Linked DNA regions of Mus musculus: region 1 is linked to region 2. Evidence: chromatin contacts called from public promoter capture Hi-C data. All regions are on one chromosome and are shown on one strand. Each heading gives the region's core, a stretch centred on a gene start, on an enhancer-like site or on the middle of the called end of the contact. The rest is flanking DNA. Distances are from core to core; before and after follow the strand shown.

The links. Capture Hi-C pulls out chosen DNA fragments and counts their contacts.
Region 1: a promoter capture Hi-C map of liver shows a contact between it and region 2, with 3 times the contacts expected there. The contact joins the promoter of Kdm5a here to the promoter of Csgalnact2 in region 2. A contact is called at or near these places in 2 of 39 promoter capture datasets (hippocampal neurons and pre-B cells) and 2 of 9 other capture datasets (adipose tissue and liver).

The regions. Positions count from the first base shown.
Region 1 is chr6:120,362,249-120,365,828 of GRCm38.p6, forward strand. It overlaps Kdm5a (lysine (K)-specific demethylase 5A), which reads left to right and starts at 1,851. Exons shown (of 28, transcript NM_145997.2): 1 at 1,851-2,530. The coding sequence starts at 2,366. It also overlaps a transcript of Ccdc77 not described here.
Region 2 is chr6:118,137,406-118,141,069 of GRCm38.p6, forward strand. It overlaps Csgalnact2 (chondroitin sulfate N-acetylgalactosaminyltransferase 2), which reads right to left and starts at 1,735. Exons shown (of 8, transcript NM_030165.3): 1 at 1,618-1,735.

The sequences.
Region 1 (3,580 bases), core at 601-3,100, 2.2 Mb after region 2:
CTCAGTTTACTTGAGATGAATTCATTTTTCTTTAAAAGTTGCTTCTTTTGTTGCCTTTTTTTTTTTTTTTTTTTTTTTTTTTTTTAAATCCCAGGGCAGCCTTGACACAGACAGCTGAGGATGATCTTGGAGTTGTGATCCTTCAGGCTCCATCCCCAGCCAAATAACAATATATTTTGATTGCGTATGTAATGAAAGAACTTTTGATGAGTTTTAAATTTTCAAGTATACCAGGTACAGTTGTGCACACCTTTGCTCCTCCCAGCACTTGGGAGGTAGAGGCAGGGGTATCTCTGGGAGTCAGAGGCCAGTCTGGTCTACAGAGAGGTCCAGGACAACCAAGGCTCTACAGAGAAACCTTGTCTTGAAAAACAAACACAAAAATTTAAAACAGTCTTTTGAATTTTACTATTTCTCTTTTGATGTGCATAGTTCTTTTTTTTTCAGATTAAATGCTAAATGACCTAAGTCTTGTTATAAAATATTTTAGTAATTGTATATAATTCATCATACCTTCCTATGTCCATTTTTTCTCTGTATATCACTTTTTCCCTTTTTTCTTTAAGCAAGAAATGGAGACTATACTGGAGTTACAGCTCAGGACACATTTACCTAATATGTTCAAGGACTTGGGTTCAATTTCTAGTACAGAAAGTAATTGAACAAACTAGCCTGAGTCCATTTCCTTGCATTCCTGATCCTGACTAGCAGAATAGAACCTTTATTTATGAGTCAGCGTTTTACCTGATAGCCACCCCCCCACTCCAACCCCCCCAGCCTTTGATTACTTAATGTGTGAATTTGTAGATGAATGTATGTGGACCTGGCGTGAAGGTGAGGTCAGCTTTCAGTTCTCTCCTTTAACCATGGGGTTCCAGGAATCAAACTTAGGATTTCAAGCTTGGTGGCAAGTGCCCTTCACAGCTGAGCCACTGTTCTGGCCCTTACCCCGTATTCTTGACCATTCTGGAACTCGATAAGTGTACCATGTGGCCTTATGGTGCTCTTTCTACATCTCCTTCCCCAGAATTGAGTTTATAGTCCTGAGCCACCACACAGGGATTTTCCTTACTTACAAGGTCTCCCGTAGCCTAATCAGGCCTCAAATTCATATGCAGCTCGAACTGCCCCTAAAGCATCTACCTTCATCACCATAAAGGTATATGGATGTGGAGGGCACAGGATAACTTTGGAGCCGGTTCTTGCCTTCAACCTTGTAGAGTCAGGCTTAGACGCATAAAGGAACTGTAGGACCGTATACCAGAAACGTGGCTTTTTTTTTTTTTAAACCAGCCATTGCTGATCGGAACTCTATGCGTGTGCAACTATGCCCGGCCTTCCAAGTAGAGGTTTCTGACAAGGTGACCAGTTTCATACCAAACTGAAATGGGTTGGTTACAAAGCAAGCGTTTTCAGGCCCTGCTTACTACTCAAATACGGTTTCGGGATGGCTGCCAACAGCTAGACTAGCAAGGCCAGGCCCTCTATGGGTAGGTTCCCAGTGTCGTGAGAAAAAGCAAGTCGCAGCTGGTGGTGAAGGCCGGCCCATGTAATGACGGAATTGGGCTGAAACCTATTGGTCACGGAGAAGCGAGAAACCCGTACGAAGGCGACCGAGCGAAACGAGTTGTACAAGACTAGCATTCGAAAGAAGGAAACGGAGACGCGGAAACTCGGCCAAGAGTTCGTCACTTGTCCAAACCTAGACAACGATGTTAAAAACAGGTCTCGGAGAACGAACAAACCCGGCCGACTAGCCACGGAGGGGCCCACCTTGCGTTCGTGTCCCCACCCCCGACACAAAGAGGAACCGGAAGCCCCTTACCGGAAGCAGTACCTCTGCTCTCCGAGGCATTACACATTCCTCCGCGCGCCGGAAGCGCGCGTTCCACCTTGCGGGGTAGCTTTTCCCTCGCCTCTCCTCGAGAGAGGTCGCGGCGCCTTGAGGGGCCGCGCACCCGGGGTGGACGGAGGGCGCAGAACTTTGACAGGCAAGCTGTGAGAAAACAAAAAACCAAAATAAAACAAAAAAGCTCCGCCGGCCGTCATGGAAGGGAGCGAGGAGAGAAGACCCGACTAGACGTGGCGGCGGTGGGATTTTGTTTCCTGCGGTGGCGGACTGATTTAGCAGCACGTTAACTTCCGGGAGCGTCCTGCCCCTGAGAGGAAAAGCCCTGAAGGAAACAATAACAAACGAGCGGAGGGAGAGCGGCTGGCGCTCCTGTGAGGACTCGTTCTCGTCCTAAGAAGATGCGCTGCGGCCCCAGTGCGGGGACGTGAGAGGGCTTTGGTGGCCGTCAGCCAAGCCTTTCCTCGCTTGTGCACCTCAGGCCCCCCTGGCTTTTTATTTTATTTTTTGGTGACCATGGCGTCCGTGGGCCCGGGGGGCTACGCGGCGGAGTTCGTGCCACCGCCCGAGTGCCCGGTCTTTGAGCCCAGTTGGGAGGAGTTCACAGACCCGCTGAGTTTTATCGGGCGCATCCGGCCCTTTGCGGAGAAAACGGGCATCTGCAAAATCCGGCCACCCAAGGTAGCGTCGCCTGAGGGCGGGGACGGGGGGCGTGCTGGGGCGGCGGGACGGTCCTCCTCCTCCCCGTGGCTTTCCTCTTTGGGGGTCTTCCGTGCTCTCCGGGGGCCCCTCCCTCCTCTCTTGGTGTCCCGAGGCCACTTTTGAGGATGTTTTTTGCCCTGGTTTCTGAACGCAGTTTCACGTCCACTTTGACATTTTATTTGATCGCGTGTGAGTGTGTGTGTGTGTGTGTGTGTGTGTGTGTGAGAGAGAGAGAGAGAGAGAGAGAGAGAGAGAGACAGACAGACAGAGAGACAGACAGACAGAGAGAGGGAGAGAGGGGAGGAGAGCGAGAGAGCGCTCGCGGAGGGGTCAGAGGACATTTTGTAGGAGTCGATTCTCTTCCTGCGTTGTGGGGGTTGTGGGTCTCCGGGCTCGAACTCAAGATTGTCAGGCTTTGGCCTGACGACTGGGCCATCGCATCGCTTCTCAGGTCCCCCTTCAAAAGACAGAAAGAGGTGTCTCTGGGACCTTTTCCTTCCCAGAACTTATTGGGCACGGATATTGTAGTGTGGATTGGAGGTAAGGATAACAAAAGGCTTCAGGCCCTTCCTAGGGAAAGGCGTTTGAAGTGTCCTGTCATCAGCTCACGCACCATCTTTCTGTTTGCGTGTTAAAAAAAACCCCACTAATGTCGACCGTTTTTGTGTCCAAGCCTACTGATGTTCAGTTTATCAAACCTTTGCAGGCCACTACTCGGGTTTCTTAAATTTAGTAATCCGAACTCAGGTTGTCTACAGGGTGATGTCACTAGACTAGAACCCCCACGCTAATTATTACTGCAACAAGGAGGCATCCTTGAGAAAGATAAAGAGCATTAATTTTTTGTTTTTGTTTTTGTTTTTTTAATGTAGAGGTTTAGAAAGAATTGGCCAATGAATGGTGATGGAAGAAAACGTTGAAATCTCTATATGTAAGAAATAAGAAAGTAAGGGACAAAGATTCCCAAACTGTACTATAAATAATCAAGTTTGCCTATAAATTGGTTAATTAACCTCACTTTCTAAGGTT
Region 2 (3,664 bases), core at 485-2,984:
GAGTCTTTGAGAAGATGGTCACTTGTGCCAATACAAAGTGCAAATAGTAGCTTAATGACTATACATGTGTTTGAGACAGGGTCTCAGGGTATATATTCTTGGCTGGCCTGGAACTCACAGAGATACACTGTCCTCTGCCTCCTGCGTGCTGGGATGAAAGGTGTGCACCACCATGCCTTAACTCATATTTTTAAAACCAACCTTCACTTCTGTATTAGTTAAGATAATCTTTTAAAAAAGAAAGAGTCCACGTTAGTTAGGATGTAATTTTTTTCCTATTGTAGGTCTCAGCCATTTTACATCTGACAGAAATGTATTCACATACTAAGACATTCACAAGAATGTTATAACACCCCTAAAACCTAAAACAAATAATACACAAATCTGGAAGCACACATTCATGAACAGAAGAACAATCACATCACAGAATGGCACATTACACTATAAGAAAGAATTATCAACACCATACCATGATATGAATGATATCATATCAAAAAACACGAACAGTGACTTCCACAGCAATATTCTGAGAATACTATATATTAACTCCATTAACATGAAGCTTAAAATAGTCCAAACTAATGGCTGATGAAAGAAGTCAGAACTCTTAATGGGGAAGCAGGGGTAACCTATTTGGAAGAAGCAGAGCACTATGGGAATGTTGTACAATTAAAATCTGATGTGTGTAGCAGCAGACAAGGTAAGAAGCATGTAATGATTCACAGACAGTTCATTTTCATGCATTTGTTGACGTTTTTTTATATTTTATACCACTACAAAAGGAGTGTAGATGGATAAACAGTAATTTCTTAATTATCTGAAACTAAAGCTGGTTGTTTAATATCAACACTTCTAAGCCTCATATACTGAAAACACAACACCCTTTTTATATTCTTTTAGTCACATAATTTAAAAAAGATAGTAGCAAATATTCCCGAATATTATGCCATAAAACACCTTTTTATTACTTCGGAAATCAGAGGTGCTTTTTTAAATGCACCTTTAAGAGATGGCATTAATCCCCAAGGTATTAAAGGCCCAGGGGCCTTCAGTGGCATGAACTGTCAGGACACTGCATGTACATTTCAAAAACAAGCTAAAGCACACCTTCAGATTTAATGAGGACTTAAGAAGAAAAGCGTTAGATTTGTAACCAAACTGTCATGCCGCCAATGTCATCATCACAAACACAAGTACCGCTGTGGTATTTGACAAATTACCCAGCCAGTTGCTCAGAAATGCAGGAATTTTCTAAACTATCTGGTCCTTCTGACAGTTCTCCGTTTTTGGTTTTTATCCAGGTTCCGGCGATCATCAATTCCTACTCCAAGAGCATCTTTTAAAGGGGAGCGTTTTGTCAGAGGCAGGAGGGCTGCTGCCAGTGGGCGCGTTCAACCCCACAGTAAAAAGTTTAGCCACTCAGCAGAGATGATGACGAGGAGGTTAAAAAAAAAACCTGACACGCAAACCAGCGGTCCCTGGCAGCAGCGGTCTCCAAAACGGGACCAGCCTCGGGAGGGCGCGTCAAGGAAGCGCCGCGCCCAGCGGCGTCCCGGAGGGCTCGTCCGAGGGGACCGGCCGCTGCCCAGAGGCGCGGCAGGACACGGCGGTACTCACCGCGCCCGCCGCTCAGCGTCGCCGCCTCTGGGGACCTGCACACCTGGCCAGCGCCCTGCGCGGGGCCGGCCCGGCGCGCCGCCGCGGAGCACCGCCACTTCCGGCGCGCGCGAGGAAATGAGGGAAATGAGGCTGGGTTGCTGTGGCGCGCCCGCCTCCGCGGTCAGGCCCCGCCCTCCACAGCCAGACTCCGCCCTCCAGGGCCAGACCCAGCCCACCGCAGCCGGGCTCCGCCCTCCACACTGCCAAGTCCCGCCCTCCAGGGCCAGGCCTTTCTCTTTCCAGCTAGGACACGCCTATTCCTCCCTCTTCTGTCCTGTGCCCTGCACAGAAAGCTCCACAGATGACAGTTGATTCATCTAAAAACAAACAAACAAACAACAACTGAGATGGGTGCTCAAGCCCTGTGGGATAAATAGCCTGGGAACATCATGCCTTAGAGACACTTAACTAGACACGCATGTGGCTAATCGTCACATAAGTGCTAACCTGGCAGAGCTGACTAGCGGGGAGGCTGAGGATAGCCAACATGCCTTCTGCTCAGGGAAGATCGGTACTGAACACTGAAGAGGTCCTTACGTGTTTTTACTTAAAATAAATAATTCCATTTGCTGCATGTAAAGTACCGTGTGTGTGTGTGTGTGTGTGTGTGTGTGTGTGTGTGTGTGTGTGAAGTCTAGCCTTTTCAGAAAAGCACACACTGGCAAAGTTGGAAAGAGACTGGATATGCAGTCAGCAAGCCTATCTTAGAAGTAGGTGATCCAGACCGTTAAAGTTTTCAGGATTTCCCTTGTGGCATTAGAGGAGAACATCTGGGCAGAAGATATCTCAACAACTGTCAGCCAATAGAGCCAGCTGTGGTCAGGAACAAAGTGTCTCCCTTGGACAGCTGCTTCTTTAGGACGCACCTTGAAGTCCCCTCAGACATCCATCTTCTCTAGTACAATCACAAAAGACAGTCCACGTGGGTTAGCTGCCTGCTGTCTACCAGCCACAGTCCTAAGTATGAGTGCAGGGAGGCAGGAGAATTCTCTCCTAGGAGACTTGGAACATGGGGACCTTTAGCAAATGGTTAAGTGCCCAGCACTGCTAAATTTCCAAGATAAGGCAAAAATTCTCTAATGTATTAATAAAGTAGATATAAATGGCACCTCACTGAAATCTTAGCGAGCCACGATGCCAGACTCCAGCTTTGGCACTGTTAGTCCAAGCCCACATCTACTGTGTGCCTACGTTACACTTGACATTTCATTAACAGTTTCTGAGAAGTCCCCAGAAGCCAGGTGTGACATCTGCCTATAGTCCTAGCACTCATGAGGCTGAGACAGAAAAATGATATTTTTCAGGCCTTCCTGGATTACTTAGTAAGTTCCAGGGCAGCCTGGGATATACATTGAGCCCTTATCTCAAACAAAAAGAAAGTCCACAGATGTAGGGACCTTTCGAATGTGCCCTCTAGACTCATGTTCAGCCATAGAGATGCTTGGATTTTCCTTAGGGACACTTTAAATAGGATGGGGACTATGGCGGAAAGAATGAGAGAGACCTCCCCTGCAGTTTCTGGCATCTCAGTACCAAACATGGGCTCTAACTGAACTTGTGAATGTAAAGTCTCCAAAAAGACAAATAAATGTCCCCAGTAACCAAATTCAAGCACACCCCACTTTTTAGAACCCTGCAACCCATCTACTTCAGGCATTTCGTTTTTTTCTTTCTTTTCTAGCCTCACAGATGCTGGGCTAGATCACACTTCAGGCAGAGCCTACTTTTTATGTGGTGCATACACTGGGCAGTGGGCATGTCTCCCAGCTCTTCATCTGAACCTTTGAATTCTTCCCAAACCTACAGTTTGGCTCTTCAGTTCCCAGAGAGAAAATGAAAAGGCAGAAGATAGTCTAGGTTGTGCTTGTTGTCATTTGTCACCTTGACACAAACAGATCGTCAGCTGAAGACTTGCAGAAGATTGGCCTGATGAAGTGCTGATGCGGGACTGCCCAGGCTACTGTGAGTGGCACCACCCCTGGACAAGCGGTTTGGGTTGTATAAG